Linked DNA regions of Mus musculus: regions 2, 3 and 4 are each linked to region 1. Evidence: chromatin contacts called from public Hi-C, HiChIP or PLAC-seq and promoter capture Hi-C data. All regions are on one chromosome and are shown on one strand. The core of a region is the stretch at or near the end of the contact, and the rest is flanking DNA. Distances in the headings are between cores, read along the strand shown.

Evidence for each region. Promoter capture Hi-C pulls out the DNA fragments that hold promoters and counts their contacts. Hi-C and Micro-C count contacts between places; a contact is called where the count stands out from the background. HiChIP or PLAC-seq counts read pairs in DNA pulled down with a chosen protein or histone mark.
Region 2: a FOXA1 HiChIP or PLAC-seq map of pancreatic cancer cells shows a contact between it and region 1. The contact joins the enhancer-like site here to the promoter of Cdkl2 in region 1. A contact is called at or near these places in 7 of 39 promoter capture datasets (the 3T3-L1 cell line, 3T3-L1-derived adipocytes, hippocampal neurons and 3 more) and 1 of 115 datasets of contacts at active chromatin or transcription factors (pancreatic cancer cells).
Region 3: a promoter capture Hi-C map of hippocampal neurons shows a contact between it and region 1, with 2.6 times the contacts expected there. The contact joins the enhancer-like site here to the promoter of Cdkl2 in region 1. A contact is called at or near these places in 4 of 39 promoter capture datasets (the 3T3-L1 cell line, hippocampal neurons and liver) and 2 of 115 datasets of contacts at active chromatin or transcription factors (astrocytes and pro-B cells).
Region 4: a Hi-C map of pre-B cells shows a contact between it and region 1, with 4 times the contacts expected there. The contact joins the promoter of Ccdc158 here to the promoter of Cdkl2 in region 1. A contact is called at or near these places in 1 of 484 Hi-C or Micro-C datasets (pre-B cells) and 1 of 9 other capture datasets (adipose tissue).

What each region holds. Positions count from the first base shown.
Region 1 is chr5:92,038,945-92,046,273 of GRCm38.p6, forward strand. It overlaps Cdkl2 (cyclin-dependent kinase-like 2 (CDC2-related kinase)), which reads right to left and starts at 4,098. Exons shown (of 14, transcript NM_016912.2): 1 at 3,855-4,098; 2 at 294-492. The coding sequence starts at 461.
Region 2 is chr5:91,115,447-91,122,775 of GRCm38.p6, forward strand. No RefSeq gene overlaps it. Among named protein-coding and RNA genes, the nearest start is that of Areg, 20 kb to the right of the region's middle. Within about 2 kb of position 3,370, at least 11 of the 459 cell types and tissues checked have an H3K27ac peak or open chromatin away from gene starts, as enhancers often do. A contact at or near this core is called in pancreatic cancer cells, where this site is marked.
Region 3 is chr5:91,305,136-91,312,464 of GRCm38.p6, forward strand. No RefSeq gene overlaps it. Among named protein-coding and RNA genes, the nearest start is that of Gm19619, 26 kb to the left of the region's middle. Within about 2 kb of position 2,981, at least 16 of the 459 cell types and tissues checked have an H3K27ac peak or open chromatin away from gene starts, as enhancers often do. A contact at or near this core is called in hippocampal neurons, where this site is marked.
Region 4 is chr5:92,672,084-92,679,412 of GRCm38.p6, forward strand. It overlaps Ccdc158 (coiled-coil domain containing 158), which reads right to left and starts at 3,044. Exons shown (of 25, transcript NM_001360018.1): 1 at 2,975-3,044; 2 at 590-633.

The DNA of each region.
Region 1 (7,329 bases), core at 2,848-5,347:
CTCGGCAAGTTCCTGGGTGGCCAGCACCTGAGGAGTAACACTAAGTTACTCTGGCCTCCATATGTACATACACATGTGCACTCCTATCTGCACAAGTGTGCACATGTGTGGGCACACATACACATATACTACACACATTCACACACATATACTGTCACACACTCATAAACATACACTTACACACAGTCACACATGCACACGCACACACACACACACCACGGTGATGTTTTCCTTCAAATGTAACAGTCTTGAACAAGAAGCAACTTCCTTTTCCGCTCAATGCACGCTCTTACCTTTAGTAACTTGATCTCTCGCATTGCGATCTTCTTAACCATTTTATCATCGTCACTTTCTAGGAACTTCTTAATGGCCACAATTCTTCCACTGTCTTTGTTCCTACACTTCATCACCATTCCGTAACTCCCCTCTCCAACCAATCCTAGGTTCTCGTACTTCTCCATTTTGCTTTAAAACCAGTAGGAATTTTTCTTGCTGTGGAAACCAAAGCATGGCATTAAGAGCGCTGAGGTCTTCCGTTCCCTCCAATCTCCTAGGTAACTCACTCTTGTGAGACTGTTTCCCTTGTCACAGCAATCACTGCATTCACAGTGATCAATGATGACACAATTTCTTACCATTCCCACATGCTTTCAAAATGTGTATACAATTTAAAAATAGACAATGCACTAGGTGGTGGTAGTGCACACCTTTAATCCCAGCACTAGGGAGGCAGAGAGGCAGAGACAGAGGAGGCAGAGGAGGCAGAGGAGGCAGAGGAGACAGAGGCAGAGGCAGAGGCAGAGGCAGAGGCAGGAAGATCTCTGTGAGTTCCAGGCCAGTCTGGTCTATGGAGCTAGTTCCAAGACAGCCAGAGCTACACAGAGAAAACCTATCTCAAAAAAACAAACCAAACAAACAAAAAAGCATTTGTACTGCTCTTCCAAAGGACCTGGGTTTGCTTCCCAGCACCCCCATAGTGGACCACAGTCATCTGTCAGGGGACCCAACATCCACTTCTGGGCACATGCATCAGGCACGTGCATGTATATGGTACACACAGATATATGTACAGGATACACTCATACAAATGAAGTAAAAATTAAGCAAATCTGCCGGGCATGATGGCACATCCTAGCATCCAGGAGGCAGAGGCAGGCATATTTCTGTAAGCTTGAGGCCAGCCTGCTCTACATAGTGAGTTCCGGGACAGCTGCAGCTATGTAGAGAGAACCTGTCATGAACACAAGACAAAACTAACTAAATAAATAAGCCTTAGAAAAAGTTTATACTGGATTCAAAATATCCAAGTTGGAAGTCTTTATGCACTTTCAACTTAATTGTAAAAAATTATTACAGCATAACCACTGAATTAATACTGAACTTTTGGTAAATTTTCTCATCATACTAATTATTATTTTAAACTTGAGTCACTTAAATTTTATAGATATACAGGATTCTTTCACATCTGGATATAAAGTGTTTTCTGAATAAAGTCTATCATAAATGGAATCTTATTTTATCAATAATTGACAAAAATCCAGCAACCAGTTTTTTATATTATATATTTTAATAAAGAAAAAAATCATTATTTGGGGCTGGGAATGTGACTAGTGGTAGAGTATATGCTTAGCACGGGTATGAAGTCCCTGGGTTTGAATCCTAGACACACACACACACACACACCCATACACACACACAACCATACACACACACACCCATACACACACATACACTATACACACACACATTTGTCCATCATGCCCAGCATAAATTAATTTTTTTAAATCTGACTTTTGAATTTAAATTCCAGCAGCCATGAATAAAAAAATATTGCTCTAGATCCTGATTTGGTTTCAACATGGGCTGGGGAAGACTTAAACTTTAGGTATATTTATATTTTAAAATATAAATATTAGGTGATTATACTCAAATGACGACTCACAGTTGAATTTTTAAGAGCCTGACCATACCAAAAAAACAAAAACAAAAACAAAACAAAAAAACCTTATCACAACCTCTTGGAAGGAAAACACTTCTTTCCACTTAATATTAATCGCATATGATATATAGAGCTAACTTACCCAGACAAGAAAAAGTGGTGATGTTTTAGTGGCTTCTAGTATATTCATAGAAAAGGGGGAAAACCAACCAACCAAACAAACAAAAAACATTGACTTTTTATTCTAAAAAATTATGATAATCCAAAGTATATATTACATTTTCAACACTTGTCACCTAAGTGTGTGTGTGTGTGTGTGAGAATCCAAAGTATATATTACATTTTCAACACTTGACACCTAAGTGTGTGTGTGTGTGTGTGTGTGTGTGTGTGTGTGTGTCTGTGTCTGTGTTAACCCAGGGCCTCCAATAAGCTAAGCAGGTGTTCTTTCTACCACTGAAGTACACCATCCAGCAGCCATTATTTGCACAGTGTAAATGGAGATCAACACAGAAAAGAGAAGATGGAGAGAATGAAAAGAATCCTAATTAAAATCAAATTCAAAACTCTTCACTATCTTATTACCACTTTGGGTATTAGATTCTACTTAAAACTATTTACAGTGTCATAGGCACTGACTTCCCATATAGTTCACATTTTAACTTCTTTTTACCTTTAATTACTTTTATAATAAAAAATTTACATTTGGAAAAACCTTCAGTGTGATTCTAACTGGCATAGTTTTTAACCTTCCCTTAAGTATATATTGTAAAGGAGTAAGCTTTAGGCTAGTGAAAATAATACAAATAGCTGGAATCTATAGCCTAGATCGTTTTTAAACATATTGTAATTGGCATCCTAGATATTTAAAGATGCAAAATGAACCAAATAAAAATGACCTTAATCATGTCTAAAAGGTTCTGAAACATATTATAACCTAGTATTATACAAGTGAACTAATCCAAATTTATTTTCCCAACCATGTAGACACACTACATAGAGCACACCTACTTGTTCAAGTGGGACTGTCTAAAATACCTTAAGAATATCATGGCCTAAAATATGCCTTGTTTCCTCAGTAACTTATAACCCATCAGTTTCTTGCCTTCTCACTCTTAAATCTATGGGTAGCACGTGGCATACAAAAAAGAAGTCTGGTGCGATGGCACTATAATAATTTAGGATATGTGCCATACAAGCATACTGTTCAAATACTACCAATGTTCTTTGGTTAAAATCAAACTGAAATTTCTTATACATAAAAGAACGAAATAACTGGGTTTTTACAAAGTATTATACTTACTATTTCTTCCAAACCCTTCACATGGAAAGAGCCAAAGGTTTTCAACTTGGAAACAAATTTAAGGTGATATGCATCTCGCTAGCAGATCTAAAAAGATGCTGACTAGCTAGCACACTAGCAATCCCAGTATTGGGATTTCCTCTGCGGACGCAATTACCGGTCCTAGGTGAAGCAGGCAGGGAGGCAGATTGGCTTCTGCCCTCCGCAAGCTCACACTTCCGAGGACTACGGGCCGCATGCTGCCGTCGTCAAGGCAACGACCTCACTCGGTCCCCAGCCATAGGCAGTCTCCAGAGAGAGAGAAAGGGCCCGAGTCAGAATGCGTCTGCGACAGGCAAAGACACAAGCACCTGTCAAGGACAACAGCTGCAGAGAAACGAACTGAGGAAAACAGAGCACCGCCGGCCGAAAGCCCTCGGGTCGCTCAGCTCAGGGAAGCAGCACCTCGCCAAGTAGCCCTAGGCGAAGGCGTTGGCCACCCTAGCTGCAAGGGGCGGCTCTCACCCGCCTGGTCCCGCCCCGCCTACGGCGGAGCCTCCCTGATCCTGATTGGCTGAGGCCTGTCGTCAGGCGTTGTGATTGGCTCTGTGCCACCCCGCCCCGCCCCTTCACCTGGAGCTCGCAGGTTCGCTCAGCTGACGGCCTCGTCCCCACACCTACGGTCTTAAGTTTGTAGGGACCTTTCTGCCGGCGCCAGGAGACCTCTGCTCTCAGGGGACCGCAGGTTGCCCCAGTGGCCACGAGGAGAGCCAAGGTGACGGTTCGCTGGGACTGAGGAGACCATGAGATTTCCCAGCTTGCCCGCCCGCGGCGCGGCGGGGCGCTGCGGGGCGCGGGCCCCACCCGGGGAGGTTCCGCCCAGCCGCGATTCCTCGCTTCCTTTCGGTTCCGGGCGGTGGACCGGAAGAGCCTAGTAGTTTATTTAGCCGAAATTGGTGGGATGAGATCTGTTGACAGACCTGACAGGAAAAAGGACCCTGGGACGCCAGCCTGGTAGGGAAAGATTTGGGGTGGAGCCCAGAGAGGACCAGAAAGCAAGAAAGGTAGGTGCTGACTGCAAGCGGCGCAAGCTGGAGCTTAAAGCTTGCCTTCAGCTTGAAGACTAGATTAGCCACGACAGGGCAAGATCGGAAGACCATTACCAAGCATATGCTGACGTCGTACGAGAAGCCGGGAAATGCTTTATCCCTCCTTATTAAGGGACTGAGATTGTAAGGCCAAATAGTTTTACTTGTATTCACCTATAGCCACACAATTTGTACTCAACTAAATATGTTTTTTTTTTTAATAGCTCGATCCAGGAAAGTATCCTTGATAACAGACACGTATATGCCTAGCCAGCACCCAGGGGTTATTCTTGCATAGTAAGGTGTAAGAGCAATTGTTTTATAATTTTTCTTAGTTCGGTACTGCATTAATCTCCCGGTGCTCAGTTACCATCATTCACCAAACTGCTTAAAATCGAGTTCCCGAACCTACAATTTTGAGAACCACCTCTGGAAACAGGGTATGGGTTTTTGGTTTTTTTGTTTTGTTTTGTTTTGTTTTGTTTTTTTGGGGGGGGGTTGTTTTTGGATAACCCAAGATGTGAGTTATAATGTAGCAATGAGCTGTGACCAACTTGAAGATAATTCCCATCGCTTTACTCTAGATTGTAACAAACCCCATGAGGTTTAAATAGAAAAATATTTATGAGTGTTCTGCCTGCTTGTATGTCTGTGCACTGTGAGCGTGCTTGGTGCCCACAGAGGTAAAAGAGGGCGTCAAGACCCCCTGGAACTGGAGTTACAGTTGGTTTCTGATTGCCGTGGGTCCTCAGGAAGAGTGACAGGTGTGCTTGGCCACTGAGCCATCTCTCTAGACATTCATGTGAACTTTTATGTACAAACAGGTTTATTAGGGTGGGAACCTCATATTTTACTTTTTTCCAGTTTTACAAAAAATAAACAGTTGAGTAGCAAAATTAGTGGTATACATGGGAACTGAAAGGACAAAGGCTATAAAAATGGTGAACAGGTGTTGCTTGAGAAAATATTTAAAAGTTGGAAATAACTGTAAAGGAACTAGAGGGTAGTCAAGAAGTACAAGTTCCTTTGGGAAATAGGGTAGTTCAGTGATGGCATGCTTGCTTGGACTGCACAAAGCCCTGGGCCCCACATCCAACAATTTATACACTAAGGCATGATGGTTGTGGCACAGCCCTCTAATCTCAGCCCTCGGAGGTAGGGAGCAGGAGTGCCGCAAAGTCAGGTCTCTCTCAGCTACTGACCAAGCTCAAGACCTAGCCTCTGTGAGGCACCATGAAGAAGGGAAGGGGGAGGAAGATTATTCTGTCTGTCATCCGATTACTGAAGAGGAAGGAGATAGATGTTATGTAGAACAACTAGGATTGCTGTTTTCTTCTTGAACCATAAAATAACTGGCAGAGAAAAATGGTAGGGAAGGAGGCAGCATCAGTAATTCCTGAAATACTAAGTGTAAGGGTTTATTAGTCCAGAAGAATTCAAGGAGAGAAAACATGCACATTACCTAGCCTAAATCTTTAGTAAATTTCATTTTTCTATTAAACCATACTGGTCAGCCTGGCACGTAGTGAAAACTTTAGTCCCCAGCAAGCATATGTCTTGAGTTCAAGGCCAGCCTAGACTATACTGCAGGTTCCAAGCCAGCCAGAGCTATATATTGAGACCCTGCCCCAAACAAAACAACAAACATACTGGTCAGATTGAGGCTCAAGAAAATAGTAAGTTTAAACTCCTAAAGGTAGGTAGTTATGACAAGTTTCAATTCAATAGGAACAGAATAAAACGTTTAGTGTGCCAACTGAATCTGTGCACCATGAATCTACAGTGGAAATGGACCTTGTTTCATACAGGATGCCAAGTTCCAGGGCAAGAATGGAGAAAATGAGGAATATAATACCTGGTGATTAAACACAGGAGGTAAGGAATCAAGAATGGTGGAAAGGCCAGGCATGGTGGCGCACGCCTTTAATCCCAGCACTCGGGAGGCAGAGGCAGGCGGATTTCTGAGTTCGAGGCCAGCCTGGTCTACAAAGTGAGTTCCAGGACAGCCAGGGCTACACAGAGAAACCCTGTCTCGAAAAACCAAAAAAAAAAAAAAAAAAAAAAAGAATGCTGGAAAAGCTGGTACCCAGCTAAACAAATAAGATGAGTTATAATGGCTCTTAAAATTAGAAATCACCAGAATAAGTGAAAAATGTTCTAAGGAAAACACTGGAAATGCCTGAGGTAGAGCCCAGCCCTCCAGACACAACAACAAAGCAAAGCATAAATAGGCTAAGAAATACAACTACTATTCCACTTCTCCATCCCCACCCAAGAACAGTGACAGCTTCTATTCAGATGCTGGGAGCTATGCTATTGGCAGCAGCCAAGTGGAAACCCAAGTGTCCATCAGCAGGGTTTAGCTCTAGCATTTTCATTCAGTAGAACACTGGTTCTCAACCTGTAGACTATGACCCCTTTGGGAGTCACATATCAGATCTCCTGCATATCAGATATTATGATCATAAAGTAGCAAAATTAGTTATGAAGTAGCAACAGAATACTTGTATGGTTGGGAATCACAATATGAGGAACTATTAAAGGGTAGCAGTGCTAGAAAAGTTGAGAACTGCCGGGCGGTGGTGGCGCACGCCTTTAATCCCAGCACTTGGGAGGCAGAGGCAGGCGGATTTCTGAGTTCGAGGTCAGCCTGGTCTACAAAGTGAGTTCCAGAACAGCCAGGGCTACACAGAGAAACCCTGTCTCGAAAAACCAAAAAAAAAAAAAAAAAAAAGAAAAAGAAAGAAAAGAAAAGTTGAGAACCGCTGGATTAGAGGTGCTCTGGATCAGGAAATGACCACTAATGTGTATAGGGTTTCTTTTGGGAGGTAAGGAAGATATTCTGGAATTAGATAGTAGTGATGTTTATATAACCTTGTAAAATCTACTAGTACTGAATTGCACACTGTTAACAAGGTTAACAGCAGGTAAAGTTGCCTGCAAACAAGCCTAAAAACTTAAGACTGATGGCTGGGATCCATAGTGTGGAAGGAGAGAAGCCAAAAGCCATCTTCTGATGT
Region 2 (7,329 bases), core at 2,120-4,619, 920 kb before region 1:
CCACAGACAAGCAAAGTTAACTCTAGGCATCACAAAGGTCACATTTTCCAAAGTGAGTTTCTGTGTCCTCATCTTGGTTGGGTAGGACCAGAGACTAGAGAGAGGAATGAGAGAAAAACAACTGGAGCCAGGGGCATCACAGTATTCTCAAGTGGGCGTTGAAGATGAACGTCATTTCCATATTCACGAAGAATGTCACAGCTGCCTCAGCAGAGAGTGAGACAGGAAGGTTGGTGTGTGAGAACAAAGGAAGATGTGTGAACAGAAGCCCTTTATCACTGCAGTGATTGTGGAATTTCCTTAAGTGCTCTGGAAACCATGTGACACAATGAACTAGAACTCAGTATACTAGCTGGTCTACCTACTTTCTTATGGAGAAATGTGTAGTAACTGTTCACTGGCTTCTGAAGGGATCTAGCTCATCTCCTTGCAGCACTACTTTCTTCACTCATTGTCCATGGTTATTAGTTCCATAAACGCATGCTCTTCAGGTGTTCTAGGAAACCACAATGTACAAAGCAGTAATTCCATGCTTGAAGCTTGGCATCTGCAGTTCTCATCACCTTGAATGTCAAGCCCCTTAAGCCCACAACATGCTATAAAGCTGTCTCCTCATCGTTTATCCAGCCCAGGTGTGATCTATGCTTTCCCCATCAGCACACACAGCATCATCACCTCGTCTGCAAGTCGGTTGATTCCTTTTTCAGTCTCACCACCGGTTGAACTTTTGTCTTTACTTTTTCATCCTCTATACAATGAGAACAAAGATCATGTTTGTCCATTCTACAGCTTATCTCCATCTGCGACAACGTTGCCTTGCCCATAGTAGGTACTTGGTTGACATTAGTTGCACTATTGTCTGAGTGAAGCAAACAGTGATTTAAGCTACAGTTGCTTGTAATTGTGCATTATACTGATAACATTATGTTATCTGAACCAGAAAACAAAGCTTATGTGTGCACCATTTAACCATCCAGTTGAGGACTGCCCCAGATGCAAGTAGAAAATGTGAGATGAGTAGGAGGGGTTTTTAGCTAAAGCTCAGAAGCTGAGTAAGGTCGGGGGAATGTCTGTGTTGACTGTTTACTCATTTCTGTTTTCCAGAGAAAACATTTTTACTTGCCTTTCCAGGAACCATTTTAATTCATTTGTGTGTGTGTGTGTGTGTGTGTGTGTGTGTGTGTGTGTGTGTGTGCTCGTGCAGGTGTGAATACATATATGTACGTATGTAGAGGCCTGAAGTCAATGTTGAGTGTCTTCCTTAGTTACCTTCAACCTTATTTTTGAGACATGCATGGTCTCTCACTAAACCTAGAACTTTGATTTAGCTAGGTTGACTGGCCGTCAAGCCTGAAGAGTCTTTATTTTGTTTCCAATACTAGGATTACAAGTATGTGCAGCTATGACCAGCTTTTTCTGAATGCTTAAACTCCTTATGTTTACATGAAAATCTCTTAATCATGCTATCTGATCCAAGGACCACTGTTGTTCTTTAAGATAAGAAAAACAGTGGTTATATGTGGTTGAATTGATAGACATCCCAGTTCAGAATACAGTGTATAAAAGGAACTTACCCTCAGTGGTATCCATCATGGATATAGTGTAATCACTGCTCCAAAAACTAACTCTGTTAAACACTCCTTGCCATCACTTACCCAGTGAGGACACGGAGAATGGGTATCAAGTGTGGAGCTGGGATGAGAAGCGAAGGCAGAGGTCATTAAATGAGTAGATAGTATAAACCTGCTCATTCCTAAGCTGAGCTTACAGAAAGACAATGAGCTAGGCAAGACAGCCTACTGTTCTTCCTGGGCCTGGATCTGTCCTTTAACCCAGTGTGCCTCATTGTGCTCTCTCAACAGCCCCGCTCTTTCTCCAGCTTCCCGAACTAGCTCCATGTCTCTTGGGATTGAGGGAATTTCCAGTGTCAGTAGGGCCCACGAGAAGACACTGTGGGTAAAGGCAATTGCCACCAAGGCTGGCAGCCTCAGTTGATTCCCAGAGCTCACATATTAGAAGGAGAAAACTGACTCCTGCAAGTTGCCCTCTGTCCCATACTACCACCCCCAAATAAGTAGTTAAGTGTATGAAAATACACAACCATTTAAGAAAATAATAATGTAGCCAGGCATGGTGGCACACACCTTTAATCCCAGCACTTGGAGGCAGAGGCAGAGGCAGGAGGATTTCTGAGTTCGAGTCCAGCCTGGTCTACAAAGTGAGTTCCAGGACAGCCAGGGCTATACAGAGAAACCCTGTCTCGAAAAAACAAAACAACGACAACAACAAAATAATGTGTTATCAGACACCCTAGGGGTAGACGGACATCAGCCTATGACTAGGGCTGGCCCTTCTCTGAACATTGCTTCTTTCTATCCCTCTGTGATATGGTGAATAGGAGTGTATGTAGTTCTAACATTTAGAGACCTCTCTATTCATCCTACTGAGAATCTGAGTCCATTTCAAATGTATTCCCATCTAGAGCCTTACTACTGGACTCCATTCTCAGTGTCAAAAGTTTTGACATAGATGACACACCCATTGTACCACTACTCTTAAAAAAATTATAAAATAGCTTTTGTCATCCCTGAAAGTTCTTCAGGCTTCTTTCCAGTCAGTTCCCCACTTTATTCAGCTTCCTCCGCTTCTGTCCTTTCACTTGGCCTGTTCTTCAGCTTCATATATTTGGAAAATGTTGTGTTTATAGTTTTCCTGGCCGTTTCACTTCATGTGAGAGTCTACCTGTCACGGGGTATACCATTCTTCTTTCTGAATACTAGTCAGTTATAGAACTCTATCACAATTTGCTTTCCTGTTTGGATGTTTAATGTATATTTGAGGGTCTTTCAGTTCAGAGTCATTGTGGCAAAGATGATGACACATAGACTGTATATGGTCTTCGGTAAATACACAATAGCAGAATATTTGTTCTTAAATAGAGATGTTCTTAACTTTAATAGAAACTGCCAAACAGTTTATACACAGAAATGAAGTAAGCATTTAAACTTTCTCACTTAATATCCTCCAAATCTTCAACATTTCAAAGATGCCATAGAAGTTACGGAATTCTATCCACAAAGACTGTGCAAATCTTGTAACCTCAGCAAACAGCCCACCTACAGTCTCAATGATGTTGTTTCTCATTTCCTGCACTCGTGCTTTGATAGCGTGATAAAAGTTCTGGTTTTAAAGGGCTTAATGTTCCAGCATGAGACCATTTGCTAGGATACATTGTGGTTTAAACACACACACACACACACACACACACACACACACACACACACACATAATACACAATGAGTCCCCAAGTCATCAAGAGCTGGTTGTAATAGACTAAGAATAGCAGGCAGCTCACTCCCCAGTCTTTGGTGCTAGTGCCATAGTGCTGACAACAGAGAGAGTAAACAGTCCACAGCATAGCCATGACTCAGACACAATACAAGGCATTTCTGAAGAAATCCAAGGCTGTCTCTTTCTTTGAATCCCACATAGTTCCTCCTCTGGAAGTCAGGTAAAGCTCTGTGATGCAAAATGAATTAAGAAACATGTAGGAGAAAACAATAAAGGCAATGCTTGAGGTGGAAATGACAATTGTTCAAGGGAAAGAACTGTTACATCTGATGGGAATCTACCTCGAGTGATGTTCTACCAGGTTACAATGGTTTGGACGGAAACTCCCGACTGAACTCACAGTGCCTGTTATTGCCTTTTGACTTTGACAATGCGTTAATTGTACAAGATTATGGCTTTTGTTACAACATTCAAACATGCATATGATATGGTTTAATCATGTTCACCACCCGTTGACCCTTTAAGGTTCCTCTCTGTTTTTTTGGCTCTCTGATCCTGCCCAGACCTGAACTCACAATGCTGTCTGGCTCCACCTGTGCTGTAGGCTGTATGAACTACAAATGATCAAAGTAGTTTAAGGAAGTTCATACCCATGAACTTTTTTTGTTTTGTTTTGTTTTGTTTTGTTTTTTTCAAGACAGGGTTTCTCTGTATATCCCTGGATGTCCTGGAACTCACTCTGTAGACCAGGCTGGCCTTGAACTCAGAAATCTGCCTGCCTCTGCCTCCTGAGTGCTGGGATTAAAGGTGTGCACCACCACACCCGGCTGAACTTTTTTTTTTTTATTTCCTATATCTATTACTGTTCTCTCTTTATATACACTTTGAATTTTCCCCCAAGATGAACTTTGAATATTTGAGAAGGTAGCAAGAATATGCTATTAAAAACAAATTGCAGTTGAAGGCTGGCCACATATCAATCCTTTCAGAAAAGCCAGATACACCCTAACTCCTACATTAACTTTTTACTTCTCAAAAGCAGATCCACATTAAATGACTGTTGTGTGACATTATTTCTGGGAGACATGAACAGGTCTATCCAACCCAGATAGGAAATTCATGACAGATCCAAGCACAGATACCACTAAAGTCCTATTGAGTGAACTAATGAGTTTATTGGAGTATGGATGAGGGGTTACTTACAGGATCAGAATGACTCAAATACAGCTGCATCACCAAAGCCCACCCCAGCATGGGTAACAACTCACAAAATCTGGAATCCTGGAGCTCATAGATAACTTGCAGGAACTTTAATAGGTTAGACAGTGTCTTTTCCAGCAGCTCAGTTGAGCTGAGCCTTTTCTAAGAAGTTTCGCTGATCTACCAACCTCTTCTAGGCAGTTTGGCTGCTCCAAAAAGAGCTCTTGGCAGTCCTTACTGCTTATTTAAGCGCAAATGTGTCTGGTCAGTTTCGGGGACTTCCTGAAGCTTTGGAGTTGTTTCTTTATTGATTGAAGGGGCCTTTCATTAGAACATCCTGAGTCTTAAGGAGCTTCCCAAGAGAATGGGATGTTTCATCTCCCTTTGTAACACAGTGGGTCTAAAGAGATTCTCTGTATCATCAAAAGTTTTATCTTAGAGAAAATTGCTACATACTATTCCACCCCTTCCTTCAGGTCTTAGATTCTGGCCTCTTAAGCAATGTTTCTGTGCTTTGAAAGGGGAGACAAAGAAATCTGGCTATTTTTTTTTTTAACTTTACTGGAAAACCAAACATTCACATATTTTTATGTCCATTTCCAGAACATAGCTGGTGGTGCATCATGGTGGAATTTTTCTCTGTTACAGAGAAAGAGAAGACAGAAAATGAGAAACAAGGATACCCAAGATATAAGATATAATTTGCTAAACACATGAAACTCAAGAAGAATGAAGACTGAAGTGTGGACACTATGCCCCTCCTTAGATTTGGGAACAAAACACCCATGGAAGGAGTTACAGAGCCAAAGTTTGGAGCTGAGATGAAAGGATGGATCATGTAGAGACTGCCATATCCAGGGATCCACCCCATAATCAGCATCCAAACGCTGACACCATTGCATACACTAGCAAGATTTTATTGAAAGGACCCAGATGTAGCTGTCTCTTGTGAGACTATGCCGGGGCCTAGCAAACACAGAAGTGGATGCTCACAGTCAGCTAATGGATGGATCATAGGGCTCCCAATGGAGGAGCTAGAGAAAGTAGCCAAGGAGCTAAAGGGATCTGCAACCCTATAGGTGGAACAACATTATGAACTAACCAGTACCCCGGAGCTCTTGACTCTAGCTGCATATGTATCAAAAGATGGCCTAGTCGGCCATCACTGGAAAGAGAGGCCCATTGGACACGCAAACTTTATATGCCCCAGTACAGGGGAACACCAGGGCCAAAAAGGGGGAGTGGGTGGGCAGGGGAGTGGGGGTGGGTGGGTATGGGGGACTTTTGGTATAGCATTGGAAATGTAAATGAGCTAAATACCTAATAAAAAATGGAAAAATAAAAAATAAAAAAAATATAAAAAAAAAAAAGAAAGAAAATGAGAAACAGAAAAGTCTCGACTGAGACACTGACAGTAGCAATAACCCACAGTGAGAAGCACGGATATAAGGATGCTGCTTAGACAGTGCACAATATTTATTTAAAGCCAAACTGGCTGACTTTCCCACTAGATCCTATAGTTTTTCTGGCCACAGGTTTTTGTATAAGTTCCTGGTACCAGATACTGTGTAGTGGTTCTTAAATCCAGTCAGAAAGCTAATTCTGTCTACTGTCTATTGGCACATTCTTGTTTGACACGTCCACTATGAAGAAAATAGAATGCAGAACCTATGCCTGAGTGGAATTTAGGGTTATGGTTCTCTCCAGAAACCTTAGTAAGCCCTACTTGTATAGCTGCTATCCTGCAAGACCGAGGTATTTTCTGTTCAGTCATTACCTTACTTCTCTAAGTCCTGCAACCAAAGTATAGGATACCTTAAGCAATAAGATTTAACACTCGCTTCTGCAATGCAGCCAATAGCAATAGCCTTTATTGGGTTGGGAGCATTTAGGTTCTTCCATGGCTAACAATGGAAGAGATGGCCAGCCCATTCCCTGGGGTTTGTAATTACCAATCTTGTTGCTTTAGGAAGTGTTTAGTTTTAATTATAATTTTTTAAACATTTACACACCAAAGATACTGTGAATTTTTTTCAGTCATCTTGATAGTTATCATCTGTGTCTTACTTAACTTAAAAATTCCCAAGAATTTTACAGTTACATTTGACTCCTGTGTAGTTTGTGGGCTAATCATGTCTCTTAAAGGTATATTGGTTATATATATCACTTAGCAATTTTCTTTTTGCAGAGGATGAGCAGGACAACAACACAAAGCCCTGGATCACCATCTCATGCTGAATAGGGGTTGTGAAGATAACTTTGGTGAAGTGCTCTTAAAGTCCATTGTCATCTATTCTGAGCAGCTGTCAGATGGAGTTGAATAGTTAAAGGGATAGAGGAAAGAAGTATCAGAATCATCTAATATTGTAGTACTTAGTCTCTGTGGTGGATGGTTACCGCACACCCAACCCTCCCAGGAGTGATCCAGTTTTCACAGGTCATAGCAGGCTGTTGAAAGGTCTATGGGCTGGAGGAATAATTTCTGTTTTGACTCCATGATGTTTTCATAATTTTGTCATATCCCCCAAGCAGTCTACCCGATTTGATATTCTCCACTCTAATAGGAGTTGATTTCAATTTTTTCCAACCACACAGGATTGCTTTCATAGCTCCCATCCTCCAGAGAAAGTCCCCAGTGGCATCCCAGTGGTATACTCCCACCCCTAAAAGTCCCCTTGCTGTGGAGAAATAGATACCCTCTACCCCGAGGAAGGAATAGCCTACCCCTAGGAAAAGCTTAATCCTTTTAAACTATATTGTTTTATATTTATGTCCATCAGTTGGTTTTTGTTCAACCTGACACCCATAGGATTCATAGAAACCAAGACACACATGATG
Region 3 (7,329 bases), core at 1,731-4,230, 730 kb before region 1:
GAATGAGCTGAACGAATGAAAGAGCAGAGGGGTTTATGGAATTCTGACTTCTGCTCAGGACGTGACTTTTGCCCTACTTTTTAGAAGATTTATATTATTTTTAATTATGTGTATCAGGGTATATGGGTGTGAGTATGTGAATGCAGGTTCTTACAAAGGCCAGAAGAGTGCTTTGGACACTGGAGCTGGAGTTATAGGTGGATGCAACTCAGCCAACATGGGTGCAAAGAACCGAAGTTGGATTTTCTGTACGCTAGTGGCTGTTTTTTACTGCTGGAAACTGCTGGATCATCTCTCCAGGCCCATCTCAACTGCAATTGCCTGTGTAAGATCGGCCCAAGATGGAGCCTGTTAGCAGTTTGTCTTGGAAGAGGTAAGGGCTGACAGGGCCTCACCTGCTCCTGAGGATTCATCATGGTCAATGGTTGATACAGAGAAAAGAATATTTTCTTCAGTGGTGTAGTCACAGGAAGTTGTCTAGGTTCCTGAAAATCAAGCATCACCCATGCTCTGATAAACCATCCTAATAAAGCATGCAAAGAAGACAGGAAAGATGGGGGGCACCTGCTTGGGAAGAAGGAGGAGCGACAGACACAGTCAGGAATAAGAGAGAGAAGCTGGGACAGACTTGATCAAAATAAATTACATACATGTATAAATACATCATAATGAAACTCATTTTAACGCATCATTAATAGATACTAATGCAAACATTGACAGGGATTGGAAGATGGTTCAGGGGTGAGAGTGCTTGCTGCACGTGCATGAGGACCTATGTTCCCATCCCCAGTAGCCAGCCACGTCAAAACCCAGGCATGGCTATGTTCTGCTATAATCCCAGCACCTAGGGAGAGGAAGGCAGGAAGAGAGATGAAGCTTTGCAGAGAGAAATAGAGAGAATCCCATACCTTACCCTGTCCTCCACACGTGTGCAGGTGTGGGCTCTTGTGTTCCCACATGCACAAACACTCTAACTCCATACACATAGAAAAGCATTTCTAAAAGTCAATTTAGTCTTTTTTCCAATGTAGTTCAATTATTCACCCTTCTGCCTTCCTTTTAGGCATATTAGCTTAGTCCTGAGTCACCACTGTCTTACAGATATACATCAGCACTTGGGATAGAGGAAAAATGATGAGAAAGCAAGTCCTGGTGGGTACAGAGAAGTTCAGAGCATGGGCTTGCCTTGAACGTTATCTTTAAATTGTTTAAAAAGAACAAGAATTAGATGCATTTCCTAAAGGTTGTATATGACACAGTAGAAAGATAAATCCCTAATCCACAACTTCAAGTCCAGCGACTAATATTATTTAAGTATGTAACATATAAAAGCATTTATTTATTTCTGCAAAGGCTAAAGTATGAGTAATTAATTAATAAGTCTAAGAGAAGTGGTGGAGGATTTCTTACATGTTAGGAACGCCCCAGGAGTACAGGGAATAAACCAATCATGGGTCCTGTTCTCATGGGACAGATGACCCAATGCCTAATAACGGCCAGGAAGAAAGATAAGACAGTATATGAAGAACAAGGGGCTGGAGAGGAATGTGTTGGCGTTTGCTAGACAAGTTGGTTTTCTCATTTGGAGTCTGAGTGTCCCCCCAAAGTCCCATGAGTTAAAGATTTGATTCCCAGGCCATGGGTGCGTTAAGAGAAAACAGTTAAAACAGGACTAGGTAGAGCTGTCCTCTGTCTCTTGCTCCAGTTGATCACCTCAGATTTTGCTGTGGCAGCTGTTTCCTGAGAAAGGAGCTTACTCGGGAAAGATAGCATCTGCTGGTCTCAGACTCACTGTGTAACTTAAGCCAGCAATCTTCCTGCCTCATCCTCTCCAGTAGCAGATGCAGGCACATGTGACCATGTCTAATTTATGCAAAATTCTGAACACATAATTTATGCAAAATTCTGAACACAAAATTCTTCTCATTTCCCTGTTGCGAGCTGGTTCTAACATCTATGCTTTGGCTTATCCCAGGAGAGCCAGCAGGGACACGAGAGAAGCTGAGAGGAGGAAGAAGGTTCCCACCTGTCTAGAGGCTCCAGACTCTAGGTCTGGTTAGAAGCTTGCTCACTGTTTTGGGAATCTGATTCTTCCAAAGCCCCAAGTCTTCCCCCTGGTGTAGGCAAAGGCTCCTGCAAGTGGACTCAGCTCTTGTCTCTGCCTCTTTGGCTTGCAGAATCTCCCATTCTTCTGAGTGACTGACTGGTAGAAGGGAGCCTGTTTCTGCCTATAGTCAGCCTCTTTCCACTCTCCAGGCATGGGCTACACAGCATCTGATTCACTCAGCCGAGGACCCCATCTCATAGATCTCTCAGTGGGCCTGACCTCCGTTTCTAGAGCAAGGTCGGAATGATAGACACTATTGTCTCCCCCAACCTCTAAGGGAAGGAAGATGAGACCTCAGAGAAAGTCCATTAGATTAGCCCTTCAAAGAATTCTGCTGGGCAATAACACATTCACACCTCACCTGCACCCTGCTCCCATCTATGACTTTAACAGTGAAACGGAATGGATCTTAATGCACCACCATTTTGCTCCCAATCTATGCCTCCAAATGGGAGGTCATCCTGGCATTCAATTGCAAATTTGGTACCAATTTGTATAGGTGCTTTGAGCATACCTGTAATTTAGCAGAAGTGGAGCATCTCCACGATGAGGAAGAGGTCTCCTCTCAGAATCTCTAGAGGCTGGATAGTCCCATCCTCCCGTTTGTCATTCATGATCTGTTTCTCTTTCCTTGATGCAGTCAGCTGCTATCAGTTTCTATCAACTGATTTACAGCCTTTAAGAAAAAAACAAAAAACAAAAGCAAAGCAACAACTAACCACAGGTGCATCCTAGAGAAAGCATCTGGGTTAAAGAATATTTCCACATTAGACAATTTACCTCCCGGTTGGTTCACCTGATGCCACTGTCCCTGTAATTAGCTGGGATCATTGCACCCTCTTGTGGTGATTTCTAAGTGCTGCAGAACAGGATCCCATGAACTTCCACAATTCACTCTTCAGATTGCTGATTCATTGTGGTTTTGAATGGCATTAACTCTTAGCTACCCTGTGATCCAAGGAATTTCAGCCAACACTTTGCCTGAAACTAATCTGAAAATCCCATGTCAATAGCAAAAATTCTAGATTTTTACTATTTCTTGCTGCTGGCAGATTAACACAATAAGTAATTCTTTCTCAAAACTAATTATCTCACCTGTTTTTAATGAAACCCTTGCTTTTAGATAATTATAAGCTAAGCTGCACCCATAGAAAATGACACAGAGATTCTGTGTGCTCTTTTCCCATAGCTGCAAAAGAAAACATTTTGCAAAGCTTCAGTACCACATTAAACCCAAGACAATGATGAAGGATGAAGATGCAGGAAGCTCATACCATTGAGACCTCATCATAGCCTCCACCTTTCCCCTCTGCATGCACCTCATAGCCTCCTGCTTCTGCCTAATTTTTTCTCACCTGGCAATCATTTATCTTCTCTACTTGTCTCTAATTTTGTTATTTCAAGAATGTTATCGTAAAATGGAACTGTGTGCAATCTTCTGAGATTGGCTTTCGTCCAAGCTGTTGTGTGTAACAGTTCATTGCTTCTCATCACTGAGTGGTGTCCCACGATGTGGGTGTACTGGCATTTATTTTACCACGTTCTTGGTGACGGACATCTGGATTGTCTCAAAGCTGTTGGAAACACTGGTGCGTAGGGTGTTAGAGGGACATATGTTTTTAAGAGGACATGTCCATGAAAGCAATTGCTGTTTGTCACAGCAGGTGCATATTTAGCTTCCAGAGCAGCTATTGACGTTGTATTACCTCTCCACTAGTATGCCTATGCTTTCTTCCTTGCCCCTGGTGCTGATAAGGAAAGGGTAGAGATGGTACTACCACCCCCTCAGCCAAAGAAGGCATGGAAAAGATCAGCCATAGTGCTATCTCAGTAGAAATCAGGAGAGCAGTGATGTTGGATGCTGATGCTGTAACGGCTGCACTTACAAAGAAGTCTAGACCTGTGACCCGGAAAAAACTACTCAAGGTGCTATAACTTCTGCCCATGGGGACAAATCAGCAGCATCACTTCTGATGCAGTGACTTAGGTTGGAAGAAAGGACATCACCATAGCACCAGCCTTGATCTTTCCAGTTGTAAAGGTTTTAGACAATGCTGTAGCCATTACAATGGGAGAACAATAAATATTGAATAGAGGTGGGGAAGTAACAAAGTAACAAAAAGTGATGTTACCGTTGCAAAGACAATAGATATAAAGGATACATATTTGCACTAAACAAATGAGGAGAGGGCATCTTAACCCTGCACTTTGTTAGCAGCAATCCAAAATGATGCAGGCACAGTGAATGTCTCAAAGCCATAGAAATAGAATTGGCATGAAAAGACAAATCTCAATTCTGTGAGTATTTATTTATATAGGGAGGCACGGACTGATGTGTGTTCTCCCATACATTCTCAGAATGTCACCAGAAGGCAGAAGCTACCCTACCGTCCACCAACACAGGAACAGATGAACTGAATGTGAGATATGGATATGGTAGAACATTACTAAATCTTTAGAAGAGAATTTGACAACCTGGACAGATCTGGGGGGCTCTGTGTTATGTGAAGCAAGGAAATCGCCAATTGGTACTTAGAATTCCACTCATGTGAACAGAGCAGTCAGCTTCACAGAGAGCAGAGTGGTGGTGGCCAGGATCTTGGGTAGGGAGCGAGGGGAATCACTGTGTAATGGACTCAGAGTACTATTTTTGCTGGATGGAAAGAGCTAGTGGAGTAGAGTGCTGGATCATAGAGAGATAAGAAGCTAGCAGCATTTAACATCATTGACCAAATGTAAATATAGTGAAAATAACAAATTTTGTATCATATGTATTTTACTACAATAAAATGAGAAAATCAGATATATTTGCATGTGGTTTTCCAAGGTTTGCAGCTTGCTCTGTTCATCTTTGTGTTCTTCCCCTTGTTAGTGCTGTGTGGATGGTCAACTGAACCTACACAATACTGTGTGAAGTCAGCACAATGACTTTCCCTTGAATTTCCTTCTTTGAGATAATTTTAAATATTCCAGTGGGGGATTATTTTTTTTTCTTGCCTCCCTATATAAATTCTAGAATGCTCTCATCAATGTGTACCAAAAAGGATCTTTCTGAGTTGTGGCAAGAATTATATTAAATCTTGACATCAATTTTGAGAAAACTGCCATATTCACTCATCATCCAAGAGGCTTCCTCCGGCAGCAGGTGGAAACAGATGCAGGGACCTATAGGCAGACATCAAGAGGAGGGTCTAGATGGGATGTCGCCATAAATCCCTCCCTTCAATTCTGCAGAAGAGGAGGTGGAAAGACTGTAAGAGCCAGAGGGGACAGACACCAGGAGAACAAGGCCCGCTGAATCAACTAAGCGAAGTGTATATGAGCTCACAGCAATGGAAGCAGAAGGCCCAGGGCCAGCATGCATCTGCACCACGTCTTCTGCATATACATTATAACTGTTAGCTTGGTGTTTGTATGGGACTCCCGTGTGTGAGGATGAGTGGGCCTCTCATACTTGTGTCTACTACTCAAATTCTTCTCCTTCACTTGGGCTGACTTACTCAACTTCCACATGAAGATCTTTGCCTTATCTTATTATATTTTACTTTTTCACATTAAAAAGAAATTTAAAAGCCTTGACATTAGTTTTGAGAAAATTGCCATCGGTGTTCTCTAGAGCCTTACAATCCATGAGGCTGCAGTTTCTTCATTTACCTGGATCTTCTCCACTTTCTGGGTCAGCATTTTATAGTGTTATGTATATAATGCCTGTGTGTTTTATTAGAGAGTTATGATCTTGGGGAGTCATAAGTGTAGCTTCACACACTACCTTGGTTGTCAGTGGGACTCTACCCTGCCCTGCTTGTCTGAGGGGGAGTGTGGCTGTTGTCTGAAAGTACTGTGTTGTTCAGCTGCCCACCTCCTGCCCCTTTGGGGAGAGCACAGGCTGCAGCTGGAGCCTGCTGCTTGGTTTTATGGTTTGGGCTGTATCACCCATACTCCTGGGCTGCCAGCTTCTCCCAGTCTCAGTCTAGGATCAAGGGGGCAAAGAAACAAACAAAGCATCAACTTAATCCATCTCTAAGACTATCCTTGGACCCCCCATTTCTGCACAGTGTGCTGTCTTCTTATCTTTCACCCTTGATATGTTGATTGTATCTAAATCAATTGTTCTCAACCTGTAGGCTGGAACCCTAAGCAACCCTTTCACAGGGGTCATCTGAGACCATCAGAAAACAAGGATATTTACATTATGATCCATAACAGTAGCAACATTAGAGTTATAAAGTAGCAATGGAATAATTTTATGGTTGGTGTCACCACAACATGAAGAACTTTAATAAAGGGTCCCAGCATTAAGGTTAGGAACCAGGGATCTGAACTGTCTTAAGTTTAGGCTATGCACAAAGCAGGAAAAATAGAGAAACATCCACCAAACCATAGGTGCATCTCTGGCTTCCTCTCTAAGGAAGGCTCTCCAGCAAAGTCTCAACCATGGCTGAGGATTTTCACAAACACCCTCTCTCCCTACTCCCTCTCTATTTGTTAACATGTGCCTCTAGCTTTCTTGGCAAACTCTGTTGACATCCCTGCCTTACAAACAAAAGCAAGAAAAGCGTTTGTCACTGCTTAACAATTCATCTCCCAAAGTCTATTTTAGTTGGGGAAACTGGGGGTCCTGATTTTGTTTTTAAATTCCTACAGTCTGTGTCAACACAGCTTGGCATTGGCCTGCACAGTGTCTGCGAGGTTAGGCTGGTGAGATAGGTTTCCAGTTTCGTCACAGGGGGAGGGGCCTCCCCATGTGACTCATGCCTCCTCTCCAGCCTCCATCCCTCCTGTGTGAAAGGGCAGTCTCATGCTATATAAGATGCTGCAGGCCAGTACTGCAAATTTTCTCATTTTTCTAGAATCTTATTTCTCCAAAACTCGCAGTTCCTTTTGCTGGAGACTGCTATTAGAAGCCAAGATCTGGGTTCTGGCTATGCTCATCGAGATGGTATTTTTTACTTCGAGGACCTCACAAGCTCTGATGCCGAGTATGATATGTGTGAACACTCATGTATATATGTCTGTGAACACGCCATCTGTATTCATGCTGAACCAGAGCTAATGCTGATGCCAATCTGTCATTGTCGGGATGGTTCCTGCCTTTTTATTTTTATTTTTCTCTACATCTGTGTAACCTTGAGCTCCAGTAGGGAAACATTTAGACCTTTATGCATTTAGACCATTATACATCATGTATGTATACATTATACATTGTATACATTTTGGCTGCC
Region 4 (7,329 bases), core at 1,794-4,293, 630 kb after region 1:
GTTTATAATTTGGGCTGTGTACAGCAACTTACTGCTCCATAATAAATGATTGTATCTTTCTATTTATTCAAAAAGAAGATACAACATTTATATAAATCCACGAACACACAAAAAAGTAGAATTGACCTGGTTTAACTAAATATAAACACAGGGCTACTGTAATATAATACAGAAGTTGGCTGTTTAGGTCAAATGTCATCAGTACATCCCAGACGGCAGAAAGCTAACGCTGCAGAGCACATAACCCAGATCGAGAAAGCTTCATACTGTTGAATACGATTAGAGCACAGGTACAACTTCTAGCTCTGAGCTTCAGTTTCCATCTACACCCAATGAGATGACCTCTGAGCTTTTCAAACCTTTTCTAACCAGCCAAAGCTAGGAACTGTTCTGGCCCTAGCTACCAAAACCTCTCTCGGGTCCATGAGATTCATCCGTGAAAACAGAGCCCCACGAAACCCAGTCTGAAAGCCACAGATACAGAGCTCTTGTTGCTTTTATAGTTAGATATTCCAGGTTAGCTACTCATCAAGTTCAATGATTCACATTTTCAAAACTATTAACCGATAATTAGTAAAATAAGAGATACCTTAATTTCTGGATATTCTTATTTTCAGTTTCTTCTATTAACACCTGAAAAATGAAATTTGCTTATTAATCTACTTCACTGACTAAAATTTACTGCTCCCCAAAAGTTGAATTTATAAATTTTTAACATTTAAGGTTTGGAAATACTTGTATATAACAAGTTTATTTCTTTATTATTTGTGTGTGTTTGTGACAGCAGAGACATGTGTGTACCATGGCCTGTGTGTTGAAGTCAGAGGACAACTTTTTGGATGGAGTCAGTTCTCTCCTTTCATGTGAGTAGTGGGCTTTCTGCCACCCAAGTCCCAAGTGTACACATCATGGGCTTCTCTGCAGTGTTCAAGCTGAGGACTTGCTGCAATGACAATGGCTACTGGATGCCTTTGCCTGGGCAAAGCATTTGACCAGTACATCTCTAAAATTTCCAACATCCCATGATTTCCTACAGAAAATTCACAAAAGACACTTTTTATGGCTAACTCTAGTTACAGGCAAATGCAAAGGAGGATGGATCTGTTTAAGTTGTCCTGGATAAATTTTAATGCATTTCATTGTACTTATCATCTCTACATATGTCCTAGATTTAGCCACATTAGTCTCTGCCTTTGTAGTCTTATCTTCTTCCCCACCTCCTTCTGCTTCTCTATGATCCGAGAGTTTACATTGAGGACAAACATAATTTAAGATGATCCCTCCCTTCCAAGATGTTGGCATTGAGGCTAGAGATGATTCCATAGTTAAGAGCACGCATTGCTCTTGCAGAGGATCTGGGTTTGGTTCCCAGCACCCACATGATAGTATATATACCACCATCAGTAACTACAGTTCCAGGAAATCTGATGCCCTTTTCTGACCTCTGTGAGCAACAAACACTAACATGGCATACATACATACATACATGCAGGCAAAACACTCATACACAAAAATAAATCCAAAATTTAAAAACAAATTCTTGATTTAAGTCACATATGCAAAACCTTTCTCAAAGACACTTCCAGGCTCCAGAGATTAAGAGCTAACTTTTTAGGTGGCCAGTATTTGGCTTGTAAGGCCATACAGTTAACCCCATGCCCTCTGGGGATAGGTGGTTTCGAAAAAGGCCCTTTTAAATGGATGCTATAGGTTTGTTTGTTTTTGTATTTTAAGTCAGGGTCTCTCTACATAGCCCTGGCTGGCCTGGAGCTCTCTATGGAGACCTCACAGAGATCTGCCTGCCTCTGCCTCCTGAGTGCTAGAATTCAAGGTGTGCACCACCACACCAGCTTTAGATTCTAGAGTTTTAAAGTGGATCACTCTAATACAGAAGAACAGAGTCACCCCCGAAACTAAAACAGCAAGCAAAGGCCTTGTAGATACATCAAATAAATCTTTAACAACTACATTTAGAGGGTAAACAGCCTCTAAATGTAGTTCACACTCAACTAAAATGAATAGATAACTGTATTAAAATTTAAAATATGGGACTGGAATGATGGCTAGGCCTTAGAGCACTTGCTGCCAGTGTCCAGGTCCCAGCACCTGCATGGCTGCTCAAAACCTTCTGTAAGTCCAGTTCCAGGGAATCCCACAACCCCTTCTAGCCACCACAGGCATCAGGCACCCACATGGTGCCCTTACACACAGGCAGGCAAAATACTAAATTAACATAAAATAAAAATACATCTTTAAAAAAATGAAAAACGTGGCACAGAGGTTGGCATTTCAGATCTCTGCCTCAACTTTCCCACTCCCATAGACCATAGGTATACACACATTAGCAGCCCTGTCTAACTCACCCTCTGGGAAGATTCAACACTCTGGACCTTTTTTTCTTATGTAGTTATCAGCCAAAACACACCGAGGAACAGCCCACACCACTTACTTGTTTTCTGCATTCCCGTGACCTTAAAGCCAACCTGACATTTAACAGGAGCAATGCCTAGGACCGCTCAATTGGGGACTTCTGCAAGTGTTGTGGGAAAGGAGGCTGTTGCTGAGGTGGAAAGTCTAGGACCTGAAGTGGATTATCAAGAGGCTACAGTCACACAGTCTCATGTGGGACGAAATACTGGTGACAGCCCGAGACTCCACTGTCTGTCCCCACAGTTTCCCATCTCTTCCAGAGATTCCCAGGAGCCAGGCCGGAACAAAAGTGAGCAGGGAGCAGTCCTGTTGGACTCAAAGAATTCTGCAAGTGACTCTGCAGTCACGAAGACCCAGGTTTCCCGCCACTGCCCCTGGAGAACAGGGACAGTGTACAAAGTGGAAAACAGCTGTACAAAGTGATTGGGCTGCTTCCACGTGTGACCATAAGGCCATGGAAAGTTCCAGAAGGAACAGGAGTCGATCCAGGTCCTCAAGGAGAACGACCCTTCCCTGTACCCCGAGGCGCACTCCGTCCGCATACCTGCTAACAACACCTAGCCCTAAGAGACCGGCCGCATGTCCGCGGGGGCCGCGGCCGCACCTGCGAGACCCTGTCGGCTCTCACTGCACCCGAGACCGCGACCCCGCGCAGCTACCTTACCACGGCACCCGACCGGCCACCTCGAGGCCTCGAGCTCCCTGCTTCTGCGGAGCGCAAGCCCGGTCTGACGGTTGGCGGCGAGGAACTTAGGGAGAAAGGGGGCGGGGTGTGAGGGAAGGGCGGGGCGTAAGGAGGGCGGGGCGTGAGAGAAGCCGGAAGGCTGAGGTACGAGAAAAGGCGGGGCGTGAGGAGGAGGGCTGGACCGGAGAGGGGAGAGGGGAGAGGGGAGGCTGAGGCAGAAGAAGAGGGGCGGGGCCTGAGAGAGCGCTGCCCGTGAGGGGGCGGGGCAGGCAGCCTGTAAGACCACGCCCCCGGACTGCTACGTGCTCCCCGCTCCCCTACCCCGTCGCCAAGGCAACCAGGGAGGCCCAACAAGCCACATTTCTTCGCTTACTACTGCCCTGCAACCCGGCTCCTTATCTAGCCTCACTCTCCTGTCGTCCTCACAAAGACCCCACAAAGATCCTCCCAGCTACCAAATGGCACAGATCCTCTCTGTTACCAGCGCTCAGAGAGAGGGGCAGGCTGACATCCTTATTCACATGTGCAGTCTACTCCCCCTAACCCACCCCACCCCTGCCTGTTCAAGCTAACAGAATAACTTGCATTTTGCAGCTCGCCTGTGCTTAGCCTGTGCTTTTAAGTTGCACTTCCGTCCGGACTGTTTTTTCAGGTTCAGAGTTCTTCGGATAACTGACCTTTCTGCCTTCGGAGAGCTGTTTCCTCTTCTGTGCTTCGGTTACTCTGTCGTTATAACGACTATACACTCAGACTCCAGCGTGCTGTTCAAATTAGCATCCCAAAGAAAGAGTTCCAAAGAGGCGGAAGATGAGAGATACAACCTGTAGCGTTTGTTATTGTTTTGAAGACAGAGACTCCCTACGTAGCCTAGGGTGGCCACAAACTTGGAATCCTTCTGCCTCTTAGACTATGCTCTTACAGAAGTGTATAGATCAACTTTTGCTTTGTGATGTTGGATTCTGTTAACTATCAAGGTTAAGTAGTACAACACATATACAGTGTATAAATTGACTATAAATATCAAACACTTTTATGTAATGCAGTTACAAATTGTAACCTTTTATGAAGTACCATTGAAGACTTTTGTCATACCGCTTACTGCCTTGGAAACAACTAGGACTATAGCGTCAAGTACATAAACAGGAAATTATAATCACTAAGCAGGACGATAAATGGCTAGCCTCTGTGACTAGACTGAAAACAAGTTCCAATTAGTTTCCTTTAAACCTTTTCATTTCTATCAAAACATAAGTGTGTTCTTTTGGCATAAAACATTTTAATTACCTAACACGTGACTCTTATTGCTGTCTCATTTTGTGTGTGTTTGTACCCTGAATAAAGTTTTTTCTTCTCTTGATCGGGCTATGTGACTTAGGAAGCCTCAGCCTAAATGTGGGTCCTAGCCCAGTTAGGAGGGGTGGAAGGGAAACCTTCCAAAGGTGAGTTTGTGGTTGTCCCTACCATCCTTTGTTACCATCAGAACCCAGTTTCTTTAGCCTTCCCATGTGGACTGAAGACCAGGGGCTCCCCACACCTCCTGTACCAGCCTAGGATTGCTAAGGCACCCAGCCTTATACACTAACTAGGTCCTGGGTTTTCAGCCTCTTCAGAGGGATACAGACCTTACTGTGAAAGGTGAAGTAGTAAAGCCTAAATATGCATTCACTCTGTTCCTCTAGAGAGCATTAACTATAGTAGGGGTGCAAGTGGAGCTCAGAGGTCAGTGTGGGGTATCTTCCTCGGAGAGAGCTTTCCCTCTGCCTTTTTACATAGGTTCTGGGACCAAACACAGGGAGTCAAGCTTGCTAGGTGAGTCCCTTTCCCAGCTGAGCCATACTGCGGGTTCCACCTTAGTTCCTGAGATAGGGTCTCTTACTGAGCCTGGAGCTCACAGTTGGCTAGACTGACCCACCAGCAAGACCCAGAGAGCCTCCTGTCTCTGTCTCCCCAAGCTTTTGAATATGTGGGTGCTGAGGACCCAAACTCCAGTCTTCATACTTGCAGGGCAAGAACTGTATAAAAACAACACCTCCTTGCCTTATAGAACAAAGAGCTTAAAGAGGAAGGAAGGGGTCCAGGATTCCTTAAGCAGCCATTCATTATTGCACAGACGTTGATAGGCACCAGGCTTAAGTGATGAGTGATGAATAATATATCATCTTGGTTTTTTGTTTCTTTGTTTTAAAATTTTTAAATGTGTTGTGTGTGGGTGTCATATATATATATATATAGTGTGTGTGTGTGTATGTCTTTGCACCAAGGAGGTGTTGTATTCCCTGGGACTGGAGTCACAGGCAGTTGTGATTCCAATCACATTTCATTACAAGAACAGCCAGTGCTCTTAAACCACTGAGTCATCTCTCCAGCCATGCTACTGAGCATTTTTCCCCTGTTGTTCTAGGAATCATACTCCAATCATAAATGCTATGCAAATGCTGCAAAATACACACCTACATATGGTATGTATGTGTATATATATGTATATATATGGTTGTTTTATATACATTTTAATGTAACACAGTTGCTTAGAACAGTATTTTAAATATGTATGCCACATATCCCATATATATCCCATACATATACATATATGTATATCATATATATATCACAACTCCAACAACACTATCATTTAAACGTATGTTAAAATATACATACAATGATTATTTAAACCTTTTGAAAATTACATTTATTTGTTTGTTTATTTGTGTAGAGCACATGTTGTGGTCAGAGGGCACCTTGCAGGCCTTGGCTCCTGCCTTCCACCATATGTGTCCCAGATATTAAAGCCAGTCGGTCAGATTTGGCTACAAGTACATTTACCCATTATGCTGTCTCACTGGCCCAGGGGCCCATTTTTGGCATTTTTATTATAAGTGGCATTAGCTCACACACTCTTTTGCTGGTTTTTTGTTTGTTTGTTTATTGTATTTGGTTTTTGTTTTGTTATAACCAGTCCTCTCTGAAACTTCGTTCTTCCCCAGCTGGAACTTGGTGCTTATTATATTCTAGTTTCTCCAACCCCAGCAATCATTGTTCTAGTTTCTGTGTCTATGGTCTTATCTGCTGTAGGCACTGCTCATATGTATAAGCAAATAGAGCTTTTTAAAAAAGGTTTATGTTATTTGTACGAGAGTTTTTCTTGCATGAACATATATGTACAACATTCGTGCCTGGTGCCCTTGGGGCCAGAAAATGGAGTTGTATCCCCTCAAACTAGATTACAGGTGGTTGTGAGCCACCATATAGGTGCTGGTAACTAAGCTTGGAAAGTGTGGAAAAGCAGTAAGTACTCTTACCTGGTGAGCCATCTCTCTGGCCCCCAGTGTCTGCTTGTATGTGTCCGGCTTACTTAGTATGTTTTGAAGGTTTATTTCTACAAATGTATTCCACTCCCTTTGCTTTGTTTTGTTCTGAGACACAGTCTTGTGTGGCCCAGGCTGACCTCAAACTCACTACATAGTCAAGGATGACCTTGAATCCTGATCTTCCTGCCTCCACCTTCCAAATGCTAGGGTTACATGGTGTGTACCACCATGCCCAGAGAATTTCATTCTGTTTATATATATATATATATATCACATGGTGTTATTTGCTCATGTGTTCCTGGAATTCTCGAAGTCCTTGTACAGTAAGTTTATGTTGCTAGTTTTCTTGCTTGCTTTTTGAGTCAAGGGTATCCCTACATAGCCCAGACTGGCCTGGAATGTCACATGTAGCCCAGCTGCCCTTGAATTGACAATACTCCTGTTTCTGTGGCTGAGCACTGGGGTGGCAGGTGTGCATCATGAGGCTCTGCTGACCTTTTAAGATCTAACATCATGGAGACAAAATTCCCTTTGAATAAACTGCCGCCACCTGCCTTATACCATCCATGAGTCGTGCCCGATGTACGCTGATAAAACCGCCATGGCAATTACAATCACCGTGGACCCCTTCGGAAAGATTTTGATTATCTGTGCTGTGATTATTGTGACACGGGCCTTATTGTAGCTTGAGGGGCAGGTGCTGTACATTGTCTGTTCCTTGTGTTCTCCTTGATTCTTGCTGAACCCCAGTTATGGGGAAGTATCCATCATAATGTTCTATGGTTCTGTACTTCAGGGAAAGTTCCAGCATGGAGATACTATTGGAATAAACTAACTTTCGTGCCTTCATGCTTTTCCCAAGAACCTGCTTTCGGGGGCAGTGTGTAAACCACTTCTGGCCTTTGCAGG